2 separate regions of the Salvelinus alpinus genome follow, and region 2 is linked to region 1. The links are chromatin contacts, called in public Hi-C maps. All regions are on one chromosome and are shown on one strand. The core of a region is the stretch at or near the end of the contact, and the rest is flanking DNA. Distances in the headings are between cores, read along the strand shown.

Region 1 (6,227 bases), core at 1,258-3,757:
CACAGATTTCAAATAGTACTTAGAGGTCTGATCCCCATATGGCAAAAAAGGGACCCATATTGGATTGAATATGAAAAGTTATGCGTTAACACTGGCAACCTAATTCTGATCTTTCTTCTGGTCTTTTGACCAATCAGATATGTACAAGTACTTTGAGGTAGTATAGGAGTCGATTTGCGCAACCTGTCAACAGGTCCTTCCTTTATAACTGATGTCTCAGAGTTCCTATTGAAGGCAATGTCCAAGTCTACAATTCAAAAAAATAAAAAATGAGCATTTGAGTGACAAGAATATTTGTTGTTGCGGAAATCGCTGCGCAACGTCGTGTTTACTGAAGTGCTAAATTTGCCCAATTTCAGTTTGTGACCAAATAGAGAATTCAATGTACCATCTAACCCGCTGTGAAATCACTTTAACCAAATATTTAACTTCAGCTGTTTGAGGCTGGCTTACATACAAAAAAAAACCTCAGGAATAGCGCACAGAACAGATCTACCGCTTAGACATGCTTTGAACGAGAATGACAAACCTACAACTTTTTCTTTGCGAATTTGATTGGTCACCCAAAGTTACATATTTCCGCTTAAATTAATCCGACCAAAGTCATGTAATTCAGAGCATGATCCTCAATAAAGGTTGAAACATTTATTACCTTAAAAACAATACAAAAACATTTCCATAGTAATATTAAATATCCATATATAAATTGCATTTCATATCTATACACGAAGTTCAGTTATTGGGCCTGCCAAAAACTGAGGCCTCACATTATCCAATCCTGTAATTTAGATCTTCTCAAACATTTCCAGCAATTGGCACCAACTCTTCATGGATTTCAACACAATTCCCAAACATTTCTTGAGAAGCATATGTCATGTAGAGAAATCCATCGTCATCTTTGTGGTCCTTGTAGACTTGCGCCATGGTAAGAGACATGCTGGCCAGGCCACTATTATTGATGAGCAGGTAGAACGCTTGACTCTGCATCAGCGACATTCGATTTCTGAAACGAGAACGTGCAGCAAGTATTGACAAGTAATCAAATGTAGAAATTCTCATGCACAAACGCAAGTCATTATGAGTCATTTAAAAAAAAGTGACAGTCGCGCGGCACTCGTGGCTGATTCAGATCAGGTGATACCAAGTTTGAAATTACGCACGAGTTCAACCAAAAACTTAACACATGATGATTTAGGTCAATTTCAGTCATGATAATCCACGCTTAACAAGTTAAACATTCACAGCAAAACACATCGAGACAAACCTTATTATGGTGACAAACTGAGTCATGGAAAGTTCTTGGGGGACCAAGAATTTCGTTTTATCAAGAGGCGGCAAGTACTTCTCCCGTTGATACCTTTCAATTATAACCTGTGTGTGGTTGGAAAGGTCACTTTTAGAAGGTGCAAATTCAATGGAATTTCAGGGTAGAATAATGTTTTAGAAATAAGCGAACTTACAGGAATTTTAGTTGGAAACTTCGTTCGGATCCCCGCGACCTCCTGTTTTCTCGTGGCTGTTTGGGATGGAAAACGTGGTTGAGATTATAAAAGCAAAGCATAGCCTACCACATGCAAATCATTACATAAAATTAATCACCAAAGCTTTTTCTCTGCTTGAAGGACTTGGGGTGCTGTGGCTTCTCAAATGGCGGCATCATGTGGGCAAGTGACTCCTCTCTTCAATTCCTGCTGTCTGATCTAGGCTATAAGATTTGACCAAGCTGATCAGCCAACAGAAATTAAATAGTGTGGTTGCAGTGACGTATCACATGATTACCATGGGGCTGTGTCAGCACGCATCATATGGCTAATGAATTGACCGTGCATTAATGACTCGGAAGTGTGTAAAACCAATCCAAATGCTTAAGATCTAATAAAATACCTGAATGTAATGTTTCATTTAATATATGCTTGAAAATAACAATACATTTTGAATTAGTAAACATTATATAGAGGTAATTTGGTAATTCAAATATCTTACACACAAATCATACATAGAGGCCTTATAATATTCTCACACTAAAGTACGCCCTATCATGTGTAGGCAATATTTAGTTTAATGTATTTTCTTGGATTTCAGGCCATGAAATTTAGTCAGGGGGTCGTGGATGATAGGCGTGTGAGTGTGCTATGTAAACAACTGGATGAATGGCTCTATGGAATGCATAGATAAATTAATGGAATTTGCTATAATATATGAAATATGGCTACCACAGATACACTTCTGTAGCATACATTATGACATTTCCAATTTCAGATACAAACAACTAAAGAAAAAGACAGTAAAAGAGAACAGGCGCATTTTAGTGTGAAAAATGCAGCTCTATCTTCTTTGAACTTCAAATTCCATCATGCGTAGGATACGGCAGTTGTCAACACCACGCGCATTTATTTCCGATTGGCTTATTCCAGTGTGAATCGTTGAAATCGACCAATGGGTAAAGAAAACTCTGGATGTGGGTGGGAGCTCAGTGTGAACGTCACCAATTGACAGCTGGCTGCTCAGACATGAGTGTGCCTGCCCAGTAGAGAGAGCTGTAGGTAGCTATTTCCTTTCATATCACAGGGGCGGCTAAAGGAAAACCCATTCGTCTGAGCACGGTCGTGCCAGTTTGCGCGAACCGAATCCACACACCTGGCCTGGGCATGGACGAACAGGCAGGGCCCGGCGTATTCTTTAACAACAACAACTCGGGTTTGCCTGGCGCTGGCAAAGGACCGCATCAGCCTGGCGACGGCGACGGAGAGGCGGCCAGGGCTCATTACAACATTCCGGGGATATTGCACTTTCTGCAACACGAATGGGCCCGCTTCGAGGTGGATAGAGCGCAATGGGAGGTGGAGCGAGCCGAATTGCAGGTAAACCACGTCAAAATGTCCCGCTTATTTTTGGTGGGGTTTTACGGTGTTGAGTCCGCTCTAGGAAGATTGACATTTGTGTCAGGAAGCCTACTCGCGCGCTATGGTCTATTGTGGCGTGAACTACTCGAGCTACGTAGCTACTAGAGTAGTCTTGGTCGGATGACATTAGTCACTATAGCACAGGGTTTCCCAAACTCGGCCCTGGGCCCCCCCTGTGTGCACGTTTTGGTTTCTACCACACCACAACACTACACAGCTTATTCAAATAACCAACACATCAAGCTTTGGTTAAATGGAATCAGTTGTATAGTGCTAGGGCAAAACACAAAACGGGGGACCTTGCTATAGCAGAGCACTGCCTCTATTGTACTGTACACAACTTTTAATTTCCAAGTGTAGCCTACTGTGTGCAAATTATTCACTACCATTGTTTTTAAATGATAGAACGCTATCCAAATGTGGTCAGGCAGACCCAAGGACCTGTCTGTCCTCGATGAATACCTACGTCTTGGAATGCAGAGAAACATTGCACGATGCATTCCAAAGATATATATCCCATTCTCAATAATATTGGTTGTGTCGAAATGTCAAGCACAAGTGTATTGAACAAGTAACTCATTAGGCCTACACACACTTCATGTTATTGAAAGCTGAGTTCACCTGTGAAGTGCAATGGCATGTCCAGTTTAAGTCGGTTGAACAATTAACAGTTATTCTTATGAACAGCACAGTTGACTCATGCACTCAGTAGGTAGTGACATAGATTTAAGATGAGTCATAAGGCACAAAAACCTATCAGAGGTAAGGCTATTAGCATATTGTGTAGGCCTTGAGTGAGTTGTAGCTCCCAAATATATATTTGGGAGTAGATTGAAATAAATTCATTAGGCCCAAATCTATGGATTTCACAAGACCGGGAATACAGATACCTTAAAAACAAAGTAGGGGTGTCAGTATCTGGTGTGTCCACCATTTGCCTCATGCAGTGCGAAAGATCTCCTTGCTTAGAGTTGATCAAGCTGTTGATTGTGGCCAGTGGAATGTTGTCCCACTCCTCTTCAGTGGCTGTGTGAAGTTTATGAATATTGGTGGGAACTGGAACACGCTGTTGTACACGTCGATCCAGAGCATCCCAAACATTCTCAAAATGGGTGACATGGTGAGTATGCAGGCTATGGAAGAACTGGGACATTTTCAGATTCAAGGAATTGTATACAGATCCTTGCGAAATGGGGCCGTGCATTATCATGCTAAAACACAAGGTGATGGAGGTGGATGAATGGCACAATAATGGGCCTCGTCACACCATTGATAAAATGCAATTGTGTTCGTTGTCTGTAGCTTATGCCTGCCAATACCATAACCCCCACCCCACTCTGTTGTGAGACCTGTCGGACGTACTGCCAAATTCTCTTAAACAACATTGGAAGAGAAATGAATGTTCAATTCTCTGGCAACAGCTCTGGTGGACATTCCTGCAGCCACCATGCCAATTGCATACTCCCTCAACTTGAGACATCTGTGGCATTGTGTTGTGACAAAACTGCACATTTTAGACTGGCCTTTCGTTGTCCCCAGCACAAGGTGCACCTTTTTAATGATCATGCTGTTTAATCAGCTTCTTGATATGCCACACTTGTTATCTTGGCAAAGGAGAAATGCTCACTAACAGGGATGTAGTGAGCAACATTTTAGAGAAATAAGCTTTTAGTGCATATGGAACATTTCTGGGATCTTGTTTTTCAGCTCATGAAACAAGGGACCAACACTTCACATGTTGCGTTTTTATATTTTTGTTCAGTGTACATGAGTGCCTCCGAACATTGCTAACAAAGGACAGTGCCAAGTGCTAGCCTAGGCAACCGATAGTGCATGGGTGCTACGTTAGATCTGCACAATCATCAAGGCTTGATGTGCATTCCCGTTAATACAATCGTGTCCCCGTAGACCGGATTGTACATGAAGCATCATCTATTCAGGCCGCAAAGACATCATTTTCCTACTTAACTAGCTTTAATGGTGGGGATAAATGTGGTATATATATGCATACTTTCTTTATGAAACACAATTTTCCACCAACCTTTTTGGATTTTTGGAAAATTTAGGATGTACACTGTTTTCAGCCAAGGGTGTGCAACATCCAGAATTGTCTGAAAATGGTGGCGTAAAATTGTTTCATAAAGAAAGTATGCTTATTTTCCCCCCAAAATTCTGTCTTCTCGCCATTAAAGCTAGACGACAGTGCATGGGCACTAGATCTGTACAATGGGCTGCCTAGGCTAGCTAAAATAGGCATATTTTTTTCATTTTTAAAGGGCAATGCTTGATCAGATTTGAAATGAATGATGTGTAACTGGACGTGGCATTTGTGCATAATCTACTTTGAAAATGTCCTGCCTCAATCAAAGCAGACTTTCATTTCTTATTATGCCTGGACGAAGGAGATCTAGGCCTAGATGTCGAAGTTACCCTCCTGATTCCGGAGTAGGTTTTGTTTAAGTTTTCTTCCCCATTTACTTCTAGTGCTTATCAGTAGTAGAGGGAGCTCATTGGCAAGTGACAAATGAGTGTCAGAACCGCTCCACTGGCAATGAGCAGAAACCAATTTCATATCTTAATGCATTTGTTCTGCTGCCGTGCTACTATATATTGTAGTAGCGACCCTGCATTCCGTTAAAGTCTTAGCTGAGCAAATGTAAAAATCGAATTGACCGGATATTCAGTGCCTTCAGAAAGTATTTACACCCCTTGACCTTTCCCACATGTTGTTGTTACAGCCTGAATTTAAAATGGAATAAATTGAGTTTGTGTGCCACTGATCTACACACAAAACCCCACAATGTCAAAGTGGAATTTTGTTTTCAAAATAATTAATACAAAATTCAAAGCTGAAATGTCTTGAGTCAATAAGTATTATGGCAAGCCTACTGTAAGTCGCTCTGGATAAGAGCGTCTGCTAAATGACTAAAATGTAAATGTAAATGTAAATACATTCAGGACAAAACATTTGCTTAACAAGTACCATAAGTTGCATGGACTCACTCTTTGTGCAATAATGTACTGAACAAAATGTACACGCAACATGCAGCAATTTCAAAGATTTTGCTGAGTTACAGTTTAATATAAGGAAATCAGTAATTTGAAATAAATAAATGATTGACTGGTCAGGGGCGCAGCATAGGCCCACCCACTGGGGAGCCAGGCCTAGCCAATCAGAATTTGTTTTCCCCCACAAAAGGGCTTTATTACAGACAGACTCCTCAGCACCAAATGCTCACCAACAGGAATGTAAACAAATTTGTGCACAACATTTGAGAGAAATAAGCTTTTAGTTTGTATGGAACATTTCTGGGATCGTGTTTT
Region 2 (6,227 bases), core at 2,456-4,955, 160 kb before region 1:
TGTCTCAACTATCAACATGTAGAACAGAGCAGACCCTACTAAAACGAGTATCGATGAACATGATTGTGGAAAAGTAACGCTCAGTTTGTCGGGCGCGGCATTGCGCCACCACTAGCAGCATTTTAGCCACAGCCTTATGCAATGTGGCATAAAAATACACATTTATATTAGGAGTTGGTAACTCGTTCTCATTCTGAGAAATAAGCATCGGTTTATCCAGGTAGGCATCTTGATTTCAACATCTAAATAAAGTGGCCACATTGTGTTGTTCAAACAGTTTGAGACAGATTTGGAGGGTCTGTTCATACCTGTTCTACCTTGTTGGCAAGCAAATAGATCCAAGTTGGTTAGACTTGAAATATAAAACATTAGCTGGCTACTCACTAGCATGTGGGTTTGTGCTTGAGAAATTGTTTATGAGACCTGTTACATTTTCTATAATGCCCGCTACAAGAAGTTGGTCATTGTGCATGTTTCTGGTTAAATTTGTAACAAATGGCATTTTCATGGACTTGAAAGCCAGATCATTTTTTTTTTTTAAAGCAGGTTAAAACTATTTAAATTAGTCAGTCTTATGGTTATGGAAGGCTTATATTTAGCCTAGTTATAATTTCTAGTTATAATTTTACAAGCCCTGAATTAATTATTGCTGATTGTTTGAAATGCAGTGTGTTGACCTTTAACTGCAACAGGGCTTATGAGAGAATGTTTACAAATAAAATCGAGGTATATTGGGAATCGCCCATGTTTAAAAATAAAGATGTGATTTTCACGCCATATCAGCCAGCCATAATTGGTTTCCGCCTTCTTGCTTGAATACACTTACTGCAAGTTGCTCTGAATAGAAGCGGACCTGCTGCAGTTGCGGGCATTAAAAAGTTAGTTTGTCACAAACAGCAGGAGACGACAGAGCGCTGTGTTGCAGCGCTAGAGTTGCTGTTCTGCTAATAGCGCAGCAGCTCTATCCTGAAACGTATGAGAGGCACTGTACCTGGCTGATGGTTAGTGTTGTTACATAAGCTCAATGTTGAATAGGCTTGCAGTTCTGACTACATATTATACATATTAGATACATTATACATTAGATACATTATATGTATGCACTTACTGTACGCAGCCCAGGGTAGGAGTGTCTGCTAAATGACCTTGAAGTGGAGAAAATAACTGTACCTGGCTGATGGTGGGCAGTTTGGTGAGTAGCATCTGGAAGACAGGTGGCGGGAGGGTCTGCTGCAGCACCTGGAGAAGCTGCTGGGGCTGGCCGCACACGGCGATGGCGTTGGTCAGGTGCTCCACGCCGTTCTCGTAGTCACCTATACCGGAACACCAAGTGCAAAGAGGTTTAGATCGACAAAAACGAGTAGTACATCACATGGAGAACAGTGTCGTTACTCTGGTCACAAGTAAATTAGGTAGTGCATTATATGGAGAACAGTGCACTAAATGGGGAATAGGGGGTCATCGCTTGGTAAAAAGAAGTGCACTAGAAGGCCTATATGGGGAATAGTGCGTCACACACACAGACCAAGTGATGTCAATGTAAGACTGGTTTACCCTGAGCCAACAGCTCCTCTCCCAGCTGGATCTCCTCCAGAAAGAACTTCTGGACCGCCTCAGCATCCTTCAGGTCTGGGAGCTGCAAGAGTCCCACAACACACACTACTTTCCATAGGTCAAGGAATAACTGAAACATAATGTACTGGTGGAAAAGCTGCTGTCGATGGCCTGTGCTCCAGGAGGAATAAAAGGCCTAGTCGAATGAGTCGGGCAATCCACAGAGGCGTGCCACTTAGTCAGGTGCAAGGTCAGAGTTCAATTTAAGTGAACTCTTAGCGCACAGCAGTTCTTGCTGGGTTTGCACTTCCTCCATTGGAAAAACAAGTCAAGTATATGGGCCTTAAGTAACAGATTTGAGTGAAGAGCAGTCAAGTCGGTCAGTTTCTATTGGGGAGCTGTACAGTTGTGTTGACTGAAATTTGGTACCACTGTACAGACAAAAGGTTTTGTCAATACACTAATTCTAGTCTCAAAACAGTCCTATCCAGCCATCACCTTGTGGTGTCCCAATACATGCCAGTGAAGATCGTCTCTTGTTTATTTCACTGGAGATTTATTTTCCACGTGGTATCATCTGACGTGTACTAGACATGACTTCTTTAGACGTGTTCATTGAGGAGGAATTGAAATATTACCTTGAGGGGATTTTACTCACCTTCGAAAGTCCTGTCCCTTGTTTTGCAGCAGCCTGATTTCTCCTCCCTAAGGCAGAGGTAACACAATCACTGTTAATATAAATAGCTTTGGGGATTGTTCCTGTTTGTACTTGGACATCTTAGTTTCTCTGGCAATCCTACAATGCAAGACTATGATTAGGAACAATTAAGGAAGTCACATTAACATCCTAAATTGACACCCTGAAGTACAGCTTCAGTCTTGAACTCCAATATAATCCCCACCCCTTCTGATATCCCTTGATAAAGTGGTTTACCCGGGTCAGAATCAGGAAATAAGCGTAGCCGCTAAGTAGCATGTGACTAGCCAAACAATCCTAGTTATTATTATTTTTCCTGATAGGGTGATGAACTACCACAGTGGAAGGTGAATGACAAAAAAGGCTAACAGAGGAACATTCAATTGCAGTAAAGCAGGTGTATAAAGCATTGTGGCCAGCTGACAACCAAAGTCCAGCTTTCATACTGTAGTCCAGCTAGAATTGTAGTCTAGTTAATGTGGGACTGGAATGTGATTTTTTTGGGGGGGGGCCATCCCTCTATTAGAGTGAGGGATTCTGGGTAGAAGGCAAGGCAGAGCTGCCATGATGTAGTGTGTGGAGGTGTGGCCATTCCCACTCATATTTATTTTATATCCCGTTATGCAGTCTAACGCACTTAAGGCGCATTGTCAGCTTCTTCCTACCAACAACCAGGCCTACCGCTCATTTAAGGCAGTGGGATAGAGTAACATTAGGGATATCCAGGTTGCTTTTAATCCTGCTTGGCAAGTTCTGTCTGATATGGCTAGTAGCCTAGAATGGTTGGTTTAGATTACATAACAGTTCAAACCACTATCAATGAATGAATCAGGGTAGGTGCAGCTTTCCATGTCTGAATTCAACTAACAGAACGCTTGTGAGTGAGTAGGAAGTACATTAATACATGATATAGAAGCTAGTTAGCTGAGAAACGCTCATCTCCTCGAAGAGAACAGAGTTGAGCGTTCCTCTGCTAGGAGCTAACGTCAGCACTGGCTAGTTAAGTGCAGGGTTTTTGGGGTTAGCAGTGCGCTGACAATGAATGAATGAATCAGATCTATTGCACAAACCATTAACGTTAGCATTCAAGCTTCTATACTTCGCTAATTGGGAATAGTTAAACGAGTTCGGCCTGGCTCGGGCATTTTGTTGCACCTCAGGTCTCCCAAACAGACCGGAGTGGGGTGTACAGGACGCAGACAACACTCACGTTCTCGCAGCCTGTTCTTGAAGTTGGGGTCACTCCGTCTTTTCCTGTCGAAGTAGATGCAGTAGCCGACGAACAGAGCCCCGCAAACACCGGCGGCTATCGTGCTCGATTTACCGCCCATCATCACTTCCGAAATGGTTGATATTTCTGTGTTAACAAATATAATATTTCAATTTTGGCTTATATCAGAGACGGTACATGACCTCACACAGGCGCAAGTTCCCAGCAAAAAGGACCAGTAGGACCACTGACTCATTTGACAGCTAGGGTGTCCGCATTGAACGCCTGATGAAAAATAATACAACGTGAATTCCCAATCACATGATATCTCCGATAACGTATGCATTTTGAGTGCATATAAAGTGTTGGATGTTGTTGAAATCAAATGGGGAAAAATACATGTGTTAGGATTTCTTCAAATCAATGTAAGTAGCAGTCGGACGCATTGAAATGTAAGTGCCACAAGGTGGCAGTAGCAATTCATTAAAAAAGAAGCAGCAGGCTAATGATCACATTTGATACAATTTAACAGTATTTTCCCCAGAGTAACAAAAATAGAAACAATTTAACTACAACTCTAGGTATATTTTGACTGTCTGGGGTAGACCACACAGCAGCAAACAATGGCCAAGTGAAATATTGAACATTAGGCTACATGGTGAGTGACACAATCATCTAGACTAGTAAGAAAACATGTACAATGTTGCTTTCACTATGACCAATTAATTTACGAAAAATTATGCCAGTTGCTCATATGTCTGTCTGGCCTTAGTTGGCACTTCTCATCTCCCAGATGATAGCAAATCCCTAGAAGTGCTGCTCAACAGAACAGATGGTCAGCTGCATTACATGTGCAAGTCCAGACTGCTGCAAAAATATACCACCTTGACTATTAGGCTTCTGAGGGCACATGCTCAGACCTGCATTAATACAAACCATCAGGCATGCACATCCTTGCATGGATTACATCATCACCATACTGTGTCTGGTATGACGTGCACCTTTGCCTTTAAATGGCAACCGAGCCATTCTGCACCCTTGCACAATTTCTGTGGCCGGTTGTTGTGGTTACAGTTTATTAAAGGGATAACTGAACCTTAGAGATTGGCGTCATTGACCACACGTCGCCGGTTGACAGGATTTTGGAAGGGTGTGTGTGCTTTTGGTGGGTTGTTTCCAGTTAAGCTGTGGGTGTGTGTGCATGTGTTTGTACAAGTGTGTGTTTGAACAAGTGTGTGTACACCACACCCTTATTTATGTCTCTATGTGTGTGTGTATGTGCACATGCATTGCATGTGTACTTCTTCATACTTCCATGTGTGTGTGTGTGTGTGTGTGTGTGTGTGTGTGTGTGTGTGTGTGTGTGTGTGTGTGTGTGTGTGTGTGTGTGTGTGTGTGTGTGTGTGTGTGTGTGTGTGTGTGTGTGTGTGTGTGTGCATGTATGTATCAGTGGAGGCTGTGGAGGCTGCTGAGGGGAGGACGACTCATAATAATGGCCGGAATAAAGTAAGTATGTATGTGTATGTGCGTACGTGTGTACACTTGTCTGTGGACAGTTTACATGGTAGGAGGATTATCCGTCTGCCTTGTCGTCTCTCTCGCCAGCGGCTTAGCAGCTCGCACCTGGCATGCAGCTGCCTGGGGGTTGGCGAAGAATTCGCCCCTCAGGGACATCTAGCTCCGCCGGTGCCCGGGCATGACGCGAGGCGGCTCAGCCAGAGGCTCGTCTTCTCGCGGCGGTGGGTTATTATTACCATTACTCAATCGTTCCTGGAAGCTGCTTTGGAAACCCTACTGTATGTGATCCCTGTGCGTGTGTGTTCGGAGGTCTCCTAATCCATGCTGTCATCCCAGGCCACATTATACATGTCTGTAGCAATTCCCTAGGAAACAAGAACTCTTGTCAATAGCTGGGACTCAGACAGATCTTATGTCGATGTGGGTTGGAGGTTTGGATAGAAAGACATTGACACACACATCAGAGACTGTTTAGGGATGTTGTACAAATGGTGGTTGTTGCAAAACGACCTTTAAATCAGATAGTAGAATTATGTAAGAGTTTAGAGTTTATAAAGATAACCGACCAATGGGGATGCTTTACCGACTGATTCCTACATATCTCTCTTAAAACCCCTTATATGGGAATAACTTGTACTGTTCTCCTGGGTGTGCTAAGGTTGGCAATAAGACAGGAGACACACTGTAGTTGCTTATTGTGCAGTATACGAGCCACACTGTATACCTTTATTGACTGTGCACATAGCAGTATTCAAATAATTAAGCATGCTCCATAAAGGCTAGGCAATTAGCATGCTTGGGCTCATAATCCAATCAGTGTACATGATGCTGCACGGTGAGCTCGTCGCTATATGACGTTCGCAGCCATGCTGACTCGGCATATTTACTGCAAAACCTGGCACGGCGACTTGCGTCTGCGAGTGCAAAAGCAATTATCTTCCTCTGCACTGTCATCTTCCTTGGAATGGTGCACGTACTCCTCCGTTGCCATGGTTTTGGACCAGAGAGGTAACCATGGCAACACTGTTGGTATTCCCTAAAGCGGTGGCGAGAGATAAGATAGAGAGGGGGGGATGTTGAGAGGGCGAGAGAAAGAGAGAGCTGTTCAAACATGACAGGATTCTTTAAAAAGCGGTTATTTCAGCTTTTTCAGCTGAATAAGGCAGATATGCACACACGACCACAGGTCTTTCCCACTGATGCTTCACATGCACACGCACACGCACACGCACACACACACACACACAC

What was found. A called contact is a pair of places that touch in the nucleus more often than the background predicts.
Region 2: a Hi-C map of liver shows a contact between it and region 1, with 8 times the contacts expected there. The contact joins the promoter of LOC139567146 here to the promoter of strn in region 1. A contact is called at or near these places in 2 of 3 Hi-C or Micro-C datasets (liver and red muscle).

The regions. Positions count from the first base shown.
Region 1 is chr2:66,434,093-66,440,319 of SLU_Salpinus.1, reverse strand. It overlaps strn (striatin, calmodulin binding protein), which reads left to right and starts at 2,507. Exons shown (of 17, transcript XM_071388569.1): 1 at 2,507-2,861. The coding sequence starts at 2,649. map1lc3c (microtubule-associated protein 1 light chain 3 gamma) reads right to left here and starts at 1,758. Exons shown (of 4, transcript XM_071388582.1): 1 at 1,600-1,758; 2 at 1,461-1,516; 3 at 1,265-1,371; 4 at 631-1,003. The coding sequence starts at 1,660. The coding sequence ends at 796.
Region 2 is chr2:66,598,441-66,604,667 of SLU_Salpinus.1, reverse strand. It overlaps LOC139567146 (mitochondrial import receptor subunit TOM20 homolog), which reads right to left and starts at 3,705. Exons shown (of 5, transcript XM_071388628.1): 1 at 3,462-3,705; 2 at 2,213-2,259; 3 at 1,555-1,636; 4 at 1,171-1,313. The coding sequence starts at 3,585. It overlaps LOC139567109 (a long non-coding RNA gene), which reads right to left. Exons shown (of 2, transcript XR_011673227.1): 2 at 5,670-6,015.